5 separate regions of the Mus musculus genome follow, and all the other regions are linked to region 5. A link is a contact called in public capture Hi-C and promoter capture Hi-C data. All regions are on one chromosome and are shown on one strand. Each heading gives the region's core, a stretch centred on a gene start, on an enhancer-like site or on the middle of the called end of the contact. The rest is flanking DNA. Distances are from core to core; before and after follow the strand shown. Region 1 overlaps Zfp831 (zinc finger protein 831). Region 2 holds the start of Edn3 (endothelin 3). Region 3 has its middle 8.5 kb from the start of Gm30537. Region 4 holds the start of Cass4 (Cas scaffolding protein family member 4). Region 5 holds the start of Rab22a (RAB22A, member RAS oncogene family).

Region 1 (2,700 bases), core at 6-2,505, 1.0 Mb before region 5:
TGGAAGATCTATTTACTGTCAAATTCTAGATTTTTCTCATAGAGACCAGAGCTGGCTTTCTCCCTGTATAGGAGCTAAGATTACCCGGATGATAGTTTGGTTTTTGCATTTGTTTTGTTTTGTTTTGTTTTGTTTTGTTTTGTTTTGTTTTGTTGGGTTTTGTCCTTCCTTCCTTCCTTCCTTCCTTCCTTCCTTCCTTCCTTCCTTCCTTCCTTCCTTCCTCCCTCCCTCCCTCCCTCCCTCCCTCTTTCTTTCTCTCTCAGTTCTGAAGCAAAGCTCAGTCCTTAGCAGCAGGACTCAGGTGTGAGGGACCAGAGAATCTGAGTGCCGCATGCTACTGCCTCTTCTGGGCAGGCTGCAGCGCCCGCTCCTCTGTCTCTGATTTACATTTGTTTTTCTGAACGGCTTTTTTTTTCTTTTTCTTTTTCTTTCTTTCTTTCCTTCCATGTGCTTCCTAAAAACACGGTTCTGAGGGAGAGCTGGGGTGTTTTGAAGTTGGGAGGGTGGTTGCTGACCATATCCACGTTCCTTCTCACAGGGACCCTCACCCCATCCCCCGGTCTTCTCTTTTCCCATCTCTCACCCTGCTCTCTGCAATGCTCAGCTTCTCTGGGTCTCAGCCTCCTACGAGGCCCCTGCCTATACTCCTGTCCTTATTCCTCTGGGGGTCATCATTCTTCCTTCAGTACATCTGGGTGGCATTTACGTGAAAGCAGCAAAAAGGAACAAACAAGCAAGGGTCGCCTGCGTGCTCAGACTGTAAGCTTCGCCTGCTCTGCAGGGGTCCAGCCGAGGCTGGCAGTACAAACCCTGCTGGCGATTAGCCTGCTCCTGGTTTAGCCATTTGAACTTCAAAAAATATAAACTAAGACCCAGCAAGGTGTCCGGGTTCGGAGCAGACCCGGGGTGCAGTGGAGGGGGTCCAATCACCCGCCGGGGATCAGGTCCTGCCAGGTCCTGGGCAGCCTGCAGCTCCTGCTGCAGTCGGCGCTGGCTATTCCTCGCAGGCAGCTGTAGGGGGCGCCGTTGAAGCTTGGTAGACGATTTTCCAGCAAATACAGAGTCATGCTTCGCTTTTTTTTTTTTCCCCCGGATAATAAATCCACAGAGCTTGTTTTTAACCCCCACCAGAGGTTAAAGTAGTTTCATAAAAAGTTTTTGGTAAATTCATGGGTAACTTTTTGAGGTTATGTGAGGTTGTTGTCAAAAAAATAAAAAGAAAGGGAAAGAGAAAAACAGCTTTTAGCTGTTGTTCCCTCTCTGCTCATGTAAGACCAGAGTCACAGGAGGGCGGATGGGAGGGGGATTGGAGCTTGGTGTTTTTCCAGAACAGTCCATGCACAGCCGCAGCTCCCTAGTCCCCCCGGAAGCCTAGCGATGGGGCTGGGGGTCGTGGGTGGCTGCGTAGGGTCTGCTCTGCACCCCAGCCTGCAGCCACCTGCCAGACAGCTGCCCCCGAGTTCCTGCCGGCGCCGGGGATGCAGTGCTGCAGTCTTCTCGATTTTTCTACAGCTCCCAGCCCGCAGACCCCTGCCCAAAGCGAGTCAGGGTGTAGAGAGAGCTGGTCGGGGGTCTTTGCATGCATTTCCCGAGTGGCAGTCAGAGTAGGGGTTAAACGGATTAAGAAGTTTATCCAATTGATAGGGAAGGAGACTGGAGGAGGCAGAGGGAAACAGCGCAGTTAAGGGAGGGGGCGTCGCACATTAACTATGATTCAGAGACTCAAATGCACCGAGTTCGTTTTTCATCTGCCTTTAGCTAGAAGAGAAAAATAAGGAAATTATAGAAAATTGAGACGCTAACATCCCTAAGAGCACTGTGCGCCCGGGGGTGCTTTAATGAACACTTAATAATTTCAAATGTTCGTGCTCAGAGGTGGCTTTGTCCGTCTCCAGCATGTCAGGTGCCTCGTAGCCATCAAAAGCTAATGCCTTTGGGCTGGGACAAAAAAAACAAAAAACAAAACAAAACTGAAAGTTAAAAACAAACAAACAAACAACATTTTAAGAGTTTTAGCAGAGAGGGGGCTATCTAGGAACCTATCTTTTCATCCACTATGAACTTGGGCACGACTCCCTGCCAGTGAGGATGGGGAGGTGGGTAACCTTGGCAGCCACCTCTGACCCCAAAGGCCATATCGAAACTCAGGTGAGGAAAAACATTTGGCGGAAACCCTCAAATGCGGAAGCAGGAAGCTGCTTGTTGTTGGAGCTGATTCTCTGAGCTCCCTGCCAGCATCCAAGGTTGAGGTGAAGGCCAACAGGAGAGGGGAACCTTGTCTGGAGGTTGGGGACCTTAAGCAGAGCACCAGTGACTTTTTGAGCTCCCTCTGGAACATCCATCAGAGATGTACATGAAGCATAAATACCCTAGCCTTCTCTGTGTCGCACTAGGGACCCAGTCCCTGGCAGCGGAATGAGACTCCACAACTTCTGGCTCACTCCTGTGGCCTAAAGACATCTTCTCTAGATGTGGGGTGAAAACGGTAGCGCCCCCTACTGTTTGCTACCCTGGTCACACGCTACAGAGTACTGTCATTTTGTAACAGCTCTCTGCCAAGACCTCGCTCCCTGTTGGACCTAGAGGATCCTGTGATGTGGGCCTCTCAGCAACGCCCCCCTCCCCTTGGAATGAGTCAGGACTTTCTAGACAGAAGCCAGATTAGACACTAGCCATACTCCATTTTACAGATGAAGGCCT
Region 2 (2,700 bases), core at 110-2,609, 1.1 Mb before region 5:
CATGCTGCCTGGAGCCACTGCAGGAGCTGAATGCTGCACTGTGGTAGATTCAGGGATCTGAATGAGGTGGGCTGAGGTCTGAGCAAAAACCCCTGAAGCCTTAGGCCTGGCACAGAGCCACACTCCTCCCCCAAACCCCTAGGCCAACTCACTCAGGAGTGTTAATCCAGATGATGTCCAGGTGGCAATAGTAGACACACTCCTTGTCCTTGTAAGTGAAGCACGTGCAGCGGCGAGGGCGGTGGTGTGCAGGCAGCCCCTTGTCCTCTTGTTTCCCAGACCTGCCTGGTGCCCGTTCCTGCCCAGCGCTTTCAGGCTGTGCAGGCAGTGCAACTGTTGGGGACACAATCCTCTCACCAGGGCCAGCCACAGTCTCTTCACAGCCCCTCTCTGATCCAGCTTCAGGGGGACCCTGGGACACACTGGCTCTGCCAGAGTCCCCAGACTGGGGGCAAGGCACAAGTCCTGCAGGAGGAGGATTGAAGGGCTCCTAAGCTGCTGACACAGAGTTCTTGGCACCCACTACCCCGCCCCCCAAACCAGAATGAGACTCAACCAAACTTCTGCAATGTCTGGAGGAGGCTGGTTGCATTTTCCCCAAGTCTCCAAACTAAGCCAAATGCCTTAAAAAGTTTACAAAGCTCCGTGCACATTCAGTAAAAACTTGAGAGTTATTGCAGTCCCTGTGAAATCTGAAAGCTATTTGTTCTTCACTGGGTAAAACTCAAAAAAATTTTTGTATAGTCTCTGAAAAGTGCCCAAAGAAAGTCTCCCAAACTGAAAACCCCCAGACCCAGTGGAAGTTATCGCTATGTCTTCAGGCCCTTCTACCCGCCCCTGGGAGACTTCAGGGTGTAAAGCCAGACTTATCAGCTTCCCCGCAACACAGACCCGCGCCTGGCTTCCTTTTGTGTGCACTCCCGCGTGGAGAGGAGCGCCGCCCCGCCCCTCCCGCTTACCTGCAGCGGAGGTCACTGTGAGCCCGAGAAGGAGCCACAGCCCCGGCTCCATGAACCCCGATCAGGCGCGGGAGCACCGGGCCTGGAGGGTGGCCGCTTGTGACCGCAAAAGGGTAGTGAGACTGGCTACAGCTTTCGAGTCCTGTCGCTGCCTGAGCTGCGCGTCCCGGCTCAGAGTTACTTGGCTGAGGCGGTCACGAACTTTCAGAGCGCGCTGCCCATCCCTGCGCAGGGCTGGCCGGCTGTGGCTCAGGCTTTTCTGGCTCCCGCACCACCCCCTTCGCCTCCCCGCCCCTCCGAGGGGCTGGAACTGCCGCGCTGGGCCTTTGAACCCGGGGCTCACGGGGGTCGCTTTGCAAGCGCAGGGGGGGAGCTGACCAGAGGCGCATTCGCCCCAGGCTTACCCAGGGGTAGAGAGAGGCGGGGACGCCGCGCTCCCCGTGGGTGGATGGGGTAGGGTGAAGGCCCGAACAGCTGCTTGAAGGCCACACTCTGCCGGTGCTCACACTGCTCACTTACACATAGACTCACACTTGAAACCCCCTGCCCAGCCCAAAGCAACCTCACCCCCACCCCAAGAGCACCAAGACCATGAAAGGGCTGCACAGAAGGGCTGCTGGCTTCTTGTTCCTTTGAAGTCAGTCTAAAGGAAAAGTTCTATTCACCAATGGTCTTACCCTTGCCGAGGGCCCTTGTGCCACGGCCCTGGGTGTACTTTACTCTTCTGATTCATGGGTGCCCGAGCCAGCTCCCTGACTCTGGAAGATCTAAGTGACAGGTGGGGCTGTAGGACCAGAGCAAAGTCACAAAGATTCCACTCAACGTGAGTTAGCGGTTTCGGGGGAGCCCTATTTCCTCACTGGCCCCTTTAGTGAGGGGCCTCTCTCCAAAAGTCATACAAGTGTTGCTTTTCAGGGCACTGCGGTAGTTTAATGAGTCTACAAACCTTTGACTATTGTCATAAAATGTGGGTTTCAAAGCCATTCCTCCCCCTGCCAATATTTCTAATGATTGGCATTCTAAAAAGTAGAATCCAAAGAGGTGGCCCAGGTGGCTCTCATGAGGCAAGCCATGAAAGGGGTACACTTGTCATTAGAAGAAGCCCCAACCAGTCAGGCAAAGTGGTCCCATGGGGAATCCTATGTGAAGGGAAACTGAGGCCTCACAGCAAATGAGAAAGCAGATGGTAAGTAGAAAGAGACTAATGCCCCTGCCTCCAAGGAGTCCAGCTAAAGGCCAGTTGGTTTGAACTGCTGTGTGTCGCAAGACACTTTAGACTGAAGGCTCATACACAGAAAGATACTGCTCCCAGTTCTGAGGTCTTGGACGTCCAAGTATGTCCGGTGTCTATCATGGCTCATGGATGGCTCTTCTTTAATGGTGGATTGTGGTAGAAGGCCACGGTGCTCCGGTTAGCTATTACCACCTGACACCTCCAAGGTGCCACCTCCTAACAATCATCTTGGATTTCACCAGGTCAAGAGAAGTATCTATTATTCTCTCTTTCCTTGCCATTAAAATACCCATCTGCCATCGTCGAGGGCACTGACAGCCCAGTTGTCTTCACTGGTCTCTGTGGGTGTGGCCAAAGCAAACACTGCCTGGATGGACGTGTGCCCTGGGTCTTCACTCCAGCTGAGATAAGGAAGGTTAAAGGTGGAGAATCAGGGTTAAGAGTAAAAGACACTGTACAGAGGGCAGAGAGGAGGCAGGTGGCCCTCAGGGGAGGCAGAACTCTGGT
Region 3 (2,700 bases), core at 103-2,602, 1.2 Mb before region 5:
TCCGGTACAAGACTCAAGATTTGATTCCCAGCACCCACACAGTGGCTCATATCATGCTCTGTTAGCTCAGTTCCAGAGACTCTGTTGCTCTCTCCTGGCCTTCACAGGCTGCTGAATGCACATGGGGTACACATACCCAGGTGTGTGTGTTTGTGTATAAAATAAACAAATAGGTGTGTGTGTTTTTTTTTTTTTTAAAGAGTGTGTTCTTTCAAGCAAGGAGTTCTGTACTTGTCCATGAAGTCACAGGGTCATTCATTCTCCCACTGTTCTCAAAGCCAAGAAGGGACTTGTTGTATTCCCTAACCCCCTCCCCCATTTAATTTCAGCCTAATGTAATTGCTCGTTGCTATGGTTGGAGGTTGCTGCAATTTGTACTTGTATTAAATGCAAATTAACCCACTTATTGAGCCATCTCTTGCCTTTCAAGGGCCTGTGAGGGTGTCTGTCTTTCTGTAGCCTGGGGATTGACTCGAGCATGGCACGCTGGTCTGTGCTCACTGAACTTCTAACTTAGGCTTCCTTGAGTTGGCCTCCAGCTTTTGAGAAAGTACCGCGTGCAACTTTGGGGTCCTCCTGAGAAGGGCCGCTGACATTACTCTTGGCCAGAGTTGCCTTTCCAGGAGGGGAAGTCTTTGGGTTTCTCCCAAATGGTTCACGATGAGGTTTCGAGGCCTCTGAATGCAGCATCTGCTTGGGGGTGATCAGCTCCATGTGTTGGGATGCAGAAACCAAGGTGCTGCTGGCAGCCTCAGGACCCAGACGCAGAATAACATGGCCATGCCTAACCCTGGAGCCCTCCGGCATGCAGGGGAGGATTTGGCTGGCATGTCCATGCTAAGAATGAGCACCAGGAGATGGTTCTAACAATCGCAGGCAGTCTGCAGCCACCAACGCTGCCAGCACCTCCACCTCACCTGACGGCCTCCTTCCATTCTCTCTGAGTATCCAGCACTGGAGTGAATGAGGGCCACAGCTCTCAGCAATGAGGTCTCAGGAAAGAACAAAGCTGTTGTCTGTTTGCAGCCTAAGGTCAGCCCTAGATGACAGGCTCCTAGCATTCCTGCAGCTGTAGCCCACATACCCTTCCAGTATCTTGAAGCACACCAGGCTGCCTGCAACTCCAGCTTTTCCTGGAACTGATTCAGTTAATTGACGGCCCTAATCAGCGCTGTCTCAGGGGAACAAAAATCAAATTACAGTTGGGCCTAGGGCCTAACAAGCCCTGCTTTTGGGGGGGGGCACACAGCAGATGATCTCTTCCCTAGGGGGATTACTGAAGCGGTCAGCATGGGAGCCTCACCCTAGGACCAGTGTTTAGGGCCTTGAGATCTTGGCAACTGCAAACCCCAAAGCTGGCACACACACACACACACACACACACACACACACACACACACACACCCCGCTCCAGAACATATTTCATGGTAGAACATTCTGAAAAGACTTCACTAATCTTGCTTCCAATTATTCGTGATTTTACACACACATCCACAGGCACCACAAATTACTGTAATTTGTCCTCTGTTTTCTTATAATGTTTTAGCTTGCATTTGGAGACACATCTGTTTTGCTTAGTTAGCTGTGATGACTTAAACTTTATGACGAGGGAGTGCCTCGAAGCTTCCTAGTTGAAGTAATAGAACCTTCTAGAATGTAATCAAACATCTACTTATTCTACTTGGGCTGTTTTATGTTGATCTTTTATAGACTAGACATTTAGAGGCGTTAAGGAAAGTAGGCAGGCCTGGCACGAGGTCCCAAGGGACCGGTGGGTGTGCCCCAGCAATAAGGCCAGTCAGTCACTCTGGTACAGAATGAAACACAGTTTTGAGGAACTTAGCCTGGGTTCCTACCCCAGGCCGACACGGGGTGGGGGTGGGGAGCCAATGGACGGTGGGGGTGCCAGTGCCCAGCTCCAGCCAGCAAGCCTCCAGCCCCCACTAAGACCACTATACGTGCTCAGCTCCTTCAGGCGGAGACAAACCACATTGACAGAAAATAAATGTCAAAGCGAGAAAGAAAGAATACATCTGCCTTTTCTCACCAAAGCAGCTAATAGGAATTATGAAACAATCTAACGGTTTAATAATTAGATCCAGGGCACATGCGGTCTTCATTATGACAGCAAACACTTTTTAGTAACATGAGGGAGAACATGAAACTTAAAATAATTCTCGATAATTTAATTAAGGCCGTGCTTTCCCTTGGGAGCTGCCTTGCCAGAGAGGGGCAGATGAGAGGTGCAGATAACTCAGAAGCAGGTGCTGACACCTGCAAACACAGTGCCAGGGTGCCCATGGGAGCCAGGGGCACACACCCCTATCTGTTGTTCTTGTTTTGTTTGGAGGAGGAGAAATACACACTGGTACCCAAATGTGCTAATTTCACAAACCCAGCGGTGGCTGAGCAGGTCAGAACCCATAAACATTTTCCATTATCCCACCGCGCGCGCGAGGACTTGTATTCTTGCACTTCAGCTCTTTTGAGGTCATTGGACCATCCGTTAATTCTGAGGTTCCATGAAGCGAAATTAGTTTAATTTAGCTCAAATTTAAATTGGAAAACGTGCACCATGGTAAGGGCAGAAGAGGCTGCGAAAAGGCCAGCCCTTCTCCAGGAATGCATTTGTCCCTTCTTGCCTGTCCCCTACCTCAGAATAAGCCACCGCCATGCCCTTCCCTCCCTCTCTTTTCCCTT
Region 4 (2,700 bases), core at 13-2,512, 1.3 Mb after region 5:
GTGAGCTTCACTTTCCTTGTGATCTCTCCTCCTTCTCCCCAAGCCCCCGCATACAGTATGGGTGTGTGAAACCCAAAAGTTGATGTCACAATGTCCTTCTCCATCACCCACCCACTTTATTTGTGTGTGTGTGTGTGTGTGTGTGTGTGTGTGTGTGTGTGTGTGTGTGTGGAGTTGGAGTTGCTTGTCTTAGGGATGCTGGCCAGAGAACTACAGGGACCTTGCTGTCACCTCCTTGCCGTCTCTGGGGTTACAGGTACACGCTTTCATGCCTGTTTTTTTTGTTTGTTTTTGTTTTTTGTTTTTTGTTTTTTTATGTGGGTACTGGGTACTGAATTCAGGTCCTTATGCCTGTATTGCAAGTACCATCGTCACATCTCAGGCTCCAGTGCCCTTCTTGGGTTAGCAGTGTGCCATGCTATACATATGCTATAGGACCGTCTCTTGGTTCCTGGCCCAGACTTGCAGTTTGTACCAGAGTTCCAGTCCCCAGCGCCCAAAGGAACACGAAGGCAGTTCATGGGTGTCCTTATTGGAGTTAGCAAGAGTAGAGCCAAGGTCTAAGCTCTCTCTATTCAAGAGAAGTGAGTGCCCCAAGCCAGTCAGAATCCTTGAGAGCCACACTAAGCACCTTCAGGATGCAGAGAAAGAGAGAATGTTTAAGAAGTTTGCTGAGTGGTGAAGAGACACACAGTGGGGGCTTGGGCTGTCTGCCTCCTGCCGATTTCACCCCATCATTTCCAGTCATCTTGAAACCAACAACTGGTAAAGAGCAAAGCTTTCTCATTCCAAACCTGCCTGCCACTAATAACCTACCCTTCGTGTTCATTAGAGACCCAAAGATAAAAACAGTTGAGTCAACTGTTGCTCTCATGCACTCAGCCCCAATCAGTCACTCACCTTGGGCGCACCCTCTCTGATGCTGGTGCCTCTCATGGCTGTGATGTGAGCAGGGTCCTCGGAGTTCTGCCGCTGATATATCTGGTTCCAGGGACCAATGATGCAATATCACTGCATGCTGCTGGCTGGTTCCCAGGAGCTGGATTCTATGGAACTGTTTGCCAACACATGGAAACAGTCGAGATGATTCTTTCAAGTAAAGAGAGTCAAATGAAAGGAACGGGGGAGGCGGGGCCAGAGCTTCAGGCCACACCCACGCCTCCATGCCTGCTGTCCCACTTCATGGTAAGTGGAGGCTGACACTCCTTTGCTGTGTGAAACCACAAAAGAAGAAGAAGGAGAAAAAAAAAAAAAAAAAAAAACCCACCCTTCTGCTTTACAAGGTGAAGTTCCTACTTTGAGCAGCCCAGCGTAGGATCACACCGCATTCTTGTCCCTTGAAGACTAATGGAACAATTCCCACCCAGCGAGGCAACACATTTCCATGATGAAGCAAAGCTGCTGGACTTCCGCTGAGGGTCAGCATGTCTTCCTTCCTGTCCCCTGCGGTGTGACAGCTGGGGTAACAGGAGTAAACTGCCCTGCTCTGAACCCCACGTTTTCTACACCTTCACTCCAATTCTCCGTGGTTATATTTTAGCGGGCGCTGCTGAGAGCACCAGATACTGCCCCACACTTGGCTCTTTGTGTCAAGCGAGTGCTCTGAACTCATGAAGTGGAGTCCTCACGACTTCCCAAGTTTAAAGTTTCCCTCAACTCAGACCCAATATCCAGAGAGGAGCCACGGAGTACAAAAAAAAAAAAACCAAAAAACAAACAAAACCAAAACCAAAAACAAACAAACAAACAAACAACCCCAAAAAAACCAAACAAACAAATAAGAAAACAAAACAAAAACCCAAAACTAGCTTAGGCTTCATTTCATTTCAGCATAAGGGTCCCCTCTTCTAAGCAGCTCCTCCCAGCTCCCCTGGGATTCGATCTGTAGACCAGGCTGGCCTTAAACTCACCAAGACCCACCTATTTTTGCCTCCCAGGTGTGAGATTTAAAAAGCATGCCATAGCCAGACCACGGTGGCACTCTCCTTTGATACCAGCACTCCCAGAAAGCAGAGGCTGGCTAATCTCAGTGAGTTTAATGATAGCCTGACTTACAAAGTAAGTTTGGGGCCAGCCCCGAACTCAAAGTGGAAAAAAAAAGTAAATTTAAAAAAATTGAACCAGTGAGATGGTTCAGTGGGTGAAGCTGTCAGCTGCTAAGCTGAAAACTTGTTGGAGTTATTGGAATTACACGGTGGGAGAAGAGGACTCCTGCAAGCTGTCTTTCTGACCTCTGCATGCATACTGCCACTCGTGTGCATACTTCCCTCCCCAGATAAAATAAATGCAATCAAAACAAGCAAACAGATAGAATGCTGTCTCTATTTTAAATGGTCTTTAAGGAACCAGTGATCAGCAATCTGCAGGCGACAGTAGCGAAAGGGGGTGACAATGACTAGACAGGATGAACAGGCTCTAGACAAATGTAGAACCGGGCATGCTCCCACCCCCACATCTACAGTGCTGAGACAGGAGAACAGCTGCGACTTTAAGGCTGTTCTGGGCCACCTCAGAGTTCTAGGCCAGTCTGGACTACGGTGTGAATCTGTCTTAGCAAATAGAAGTAGCTGTCAGCCACATGCTCCCTGCCAAAGTCCACAGGGAAGAAGTAGTAATTTCCAGAAGGCTTTTCACAAGAGAGACACATTCTGAAAAGGGTGGGGTGCGTCAGATCAGAGGCAGTGCGAGCTCCATTTTAGG
Region 5 (2,700 bases), core at 126-2,625:
GCAGATTTCTTAGCCTAAGAACTGAGCACAGTGCCAGTCATGGCCAACTAGTGAGAAACCATCTTGAAAGTACTGGGGAAGGATTCTGCAGTTCTTAAGTGACACTAGGACCTCCGGAAAGACCTACGACGGCCTAGTGCTACAGGACTGCGATCTTAGCAAATCTGGGAGGCAGAGGCAGGAGGGTTCCAAGTTCAAGGCCTGCTGAGGCTGAGATTTCAAGGCTATCCTGGGCAACTTCTGGAGATCCTGCTAAAAAAATAGAAGCAAGCAAACTGGGGACACACAACTCAGTGGCGGGACTTGCCTAGGATGTACAAGGTTTAGGTTTAGTCTCTAAGACTGAACTCCTGCTCCCTCCCAAAGTAAAAAGGCCTCTTCAATGCCTGTCCTGTGTGAAAGGTGACTGGACTCACTGGCCTTTTAACATATACCAGTAAAACTATGCGCTCCCAAGTTGCGGAGTAATCGGGATGAACCCTAGCCCCACCCTGCTAAGGGGCAAAAACCATGTAGTTATTGGAATTTTTTTTTTTTCAGTCATTAAAACAGAAACTCAGGAAGGAGATCATTAGAAGGCTCTGAAAAGGCCAAACTACTGTGAGAGGACCGGAAGCTGAACCTTCAAAGTCCTGGTAACTCCTCCCTGTTCTAGTGAAGAGTGAACTTTAATGGAAAGTAACTCTTGCAGAAGTGTCAAAGACGTCCCAAAAGTTCAAAACCATCCCACATTGCTGAAAGGAGGCCAAGTGTGCGCATAAAACCCAAAGCCCTGCTGGGGAGGGTTAACTTTCAGAAACTTGTCTAACTTTAAAGGTGTCCCTCGCAAAGTTGGAAGGAAACTACCTGTGGGCTACTTCACTGTGGGATGGAAAGAGGGCGTCGCTCCGGGGCGCCGGGGGCCACCCTGACACCTGGGGGCCTTGGGTGGGGCACAGCCTGCTGGTCCCGCCGCCCTAAGGGGTCTGTGGGGGGCTGCGTCCCGCGCTGAGCGTAAAGGGGTGCAAGGGGCCCTGGAGTGCCGGGGCCCGCCCGCCCGGCCTCCGCGACCCTCCGGACCCCGCCCGCTGCAACTTACCCCGAGCAGGCACACTTTAAGTTCCCTCAGCGCCATGGCCCGGGAACCAGGGGTGCGGGCCCGCCGCCGCCCTAAGTTGAGGAGGGAGAGGCCCGGCCCAGCACCAGCATCCCCCGGCGCCGCCGCCTCACCGCCAAGTCCCGGCCGAGCACTCCGGGCGGCCGTGCGTCCGCCGCCGCCCTCCGGTCCGGCCGACCCCGTCACTTGTCCGGCGGAGTCACCTCAACAGCCGGGACACCGCCTTGGCCTCCCGGGCGCTACCGCCGCCGCCATCTTGGGACGCCAGCTGGGTCACCTGACCTCCCCGCCCACTTCGGCAGCCACCTTCTCCGCGAGGGCGGGGCGGCCGGCTCGCAGCTCACAGGCGGGTGGGCGGAGCACCAATGGGCGGAGCCTCAGCGTCGCCCCACCCTCCAGCTCCGCCTCAGCCCCATCTTCTCTAAGGAGTGGGCGGGGCGGGATGGGGCGTAATCTTGAAGCTACCACGCCTCTAGCTCCACCTTCCACCCGTCCCAAGATGGCGGCGGGTGAGTGAGGCCAGGCTGGTGGGCGGAGCGCGAGGGATGGGCGTGGCCTCTGGGCTCGCCCCCGCCTCCAGCCCCGCCCTCTGGCACATCCTAAGATGGCGGGTGAGTGGGGTCTAGGCTCAGGGGTCTCCGACGGCTCCCCTTCCCCTCCCCGAGAGCCCCCCTCACCCCACCTCCGCACGAGCCCGGGACTCGCCGCCCGCGCAGCCCCGTGTAGCTCCTTGTGTGTCTTTTGATTTTTTTTCAGAGATCCCTCTGTACTTTGTGGACTTGCAGGATGACTTAGAGGACTGTAAGTAACAGTTGGGGCGCCCCGCCCCTCCTTGGGTCCCTCCCAGAGGACTGTGGGGTGCACTTAGACGGGACAGGAGCCTCAGGTCGAGCCTATCTCGAGCCCGCTTCTTCTCAGGTGCCCTTCCCTCCTGGGCTAGGACTTGGGTCTGTTGGAAACTTTGTCTTCCTGTCACTTTCTCCTCTGGCTGCGCTAGGAGCTGTGAGAGGGAAAGCCAATCCCAACCTGGGAGGAACCTCCTTGGGTTCCTAGTTAGGGCTTGGGAGTGACGCCCTACTTGTGGGCCTGGCCAGCTCCATGTCTTCATGGAGCCCACTGCTTTCCATGTTTTGAGTGGGTCTCTTCCACTTGACCCTTCTCAGCCTCCACTTCTTCTCTGGAATTATTTTAAGAGACAGTAGCTGAGAGAGATGCCACCTTCGAAGTGCAAGTTCCAATTTGTGGCTAATGGACAAACGAAGCTTTGGCTTGTCTATCCAATATAGTTTTTCAGCGCCTACCTCTACTTGCTCGGGCCATTTGTTGGGCTTATGAATTTACAAAGATGAACTAGATCTCCCTCACAAGCCAGAGGGGAGCAGGAAAAAAAAAAAAAAAAAACCCAGGGAGGCTTGCTGGTGGTTGAGGTCAAATCACCTCAGATGACACAAATCACCACAGTCAACTGGGGCTTCCTGAGTCCCAGCCCTAGGAGTTACTTCTGTCCCCTTCCCTTCCCTACCTGAAACTCCCTGACAGGAGTTGATGTTGACTGAGAATGTTTGGTAGACCATTGCAGTGTTGAGCACATTTGATCCCTGAGT

The links. Promoter capture Hi-C pulls out the DNA fragments that hold promoters and counts their contacts. Capture Hi-C pulls out chosen DNA fragments and counts their contacts.
Region 1: a promoter capture Hi-C map of hippocampal neurons shows a contact between it and region 5, with 5 times the contacts expected there. The contact joins the enhancer-like site here to the promoter of Rab22a in region 5. A contact is called at or near these places in 5 of 39 promoter capture datasets (the 3T3-L1 cell line, hippocampal neurons, liver and 2 more), 1 of 484 Hi-C or Micro-C datasets (adipose-derived mesenchymal stem cells) and 2 of 115 datasets of contacts at active chromatin or transcription factors (astrocytes and large pre-B cells).
Region 2: a contact with region 5 is called in a capture Hi-C map of embryonic stem cells, with 5 times the contacts expected there. The contact joins the promoter of Edn3 here to the promoter of Rab22a in region 5. A contact is called at or near these places in 1 of 39 promoter capture datasets (liver) and 1 of 9 other capture datasets (embryonic stem cells).
Region 3: a contact with region 5 is called in a promoter capture Hi-C map of the HPC-7 cell line, with 4 times the contacts expected there. The contact joins the enhancer-like site here to the promoter of Rab22a in region 5. A contact is called at or near these places in 4 of 39 promoter capture datasets (the C10 cell line, the HPC-7 cell line, hippocampal neurons and 1 more) and 1 of 9 other capture datasets (adipose tissue).
Region 4: a contact with region 5 is called in a promoter capture Hi-C map of pre-B cells, with 2.6 times the contacts expected there. The contact joins the promoter of Cass4 here to the promoter of Rab22a in region 5. A contact is called at or near these places in 1 of 39 promoter capture datasets (pre-B cells) and 1 of 9 other capture datasets (liver).

The regions. Positions count from the first base shown.
Region 1 is chr2:174,672,481-174,675,180 of GRCm38.p6, reverse strand. All of the region lies in intron 3 of Zfp831 (zinc finger protein 831), which reads right to left. Among named protein-coding and RNA genes, the nearest start is that of Zfp831, 30 kb to the right of the region's middle. Within about 2 kb of position 1,255, at least 105 of the 459 cell types and tissues checked have an H3K27ac peak or open chromatin away from gene starts, as enhancers often do. A contact at or near this core is called in hippocampal neurons and liver, where this site is marked.
Region 2 is chr2:174,759,278-174,761,977 of GRCm38.p6, reverse strand. It overlaps Edn3 (endothelin 3), which reads right to left and starts at 1,359. Exons shown (of 5, transcript NM_007903.5): 1 at 960-1,359; 2 at 153-465. The coding sequence starts at 1,011.
Region 3 is chr2:174,870,528-174,873,227 of GRCm38.p6, reverse strand. No RefSeq gene overlaps it. Among named protein-coding and RNA genes, the nearest start is that of Gm30537, 8.5 kb to the left of the region's middle. Within about 2 kb of position 1,352, at least 44 of the 459 cell types and tissues checked have an H3K27ac peak or open chromatin away from gene starts, as enhancers often do. A contact at or near this core is called in the HPC-7 cell line, where this site is marked.
Region 4 is chr2:172,392,206-172,394,905 of GRCm38.p6, reverse strand. It overlaps Cass4 (Cas scaffolding protein family member 4), which reads right to left and starts at 1,262. Exons shown (of 7, transcript NM_001080820.3): 1 at 901-1,262. The coding sequence starts at 936.
Region 5 is chr2:173,658,520-173,661,219 of GRCm38.p6, reverse strand. Rab22a (RAB22A, member RAS oncogene family) reads right to left here and starts at 1,375. Exons shown (of 7, transcript NM_024436.3): 1 at 1,079-1,375. The coding sequence starts at 1,114. It also overlaps the pseudogene Ppp4r1l-ps.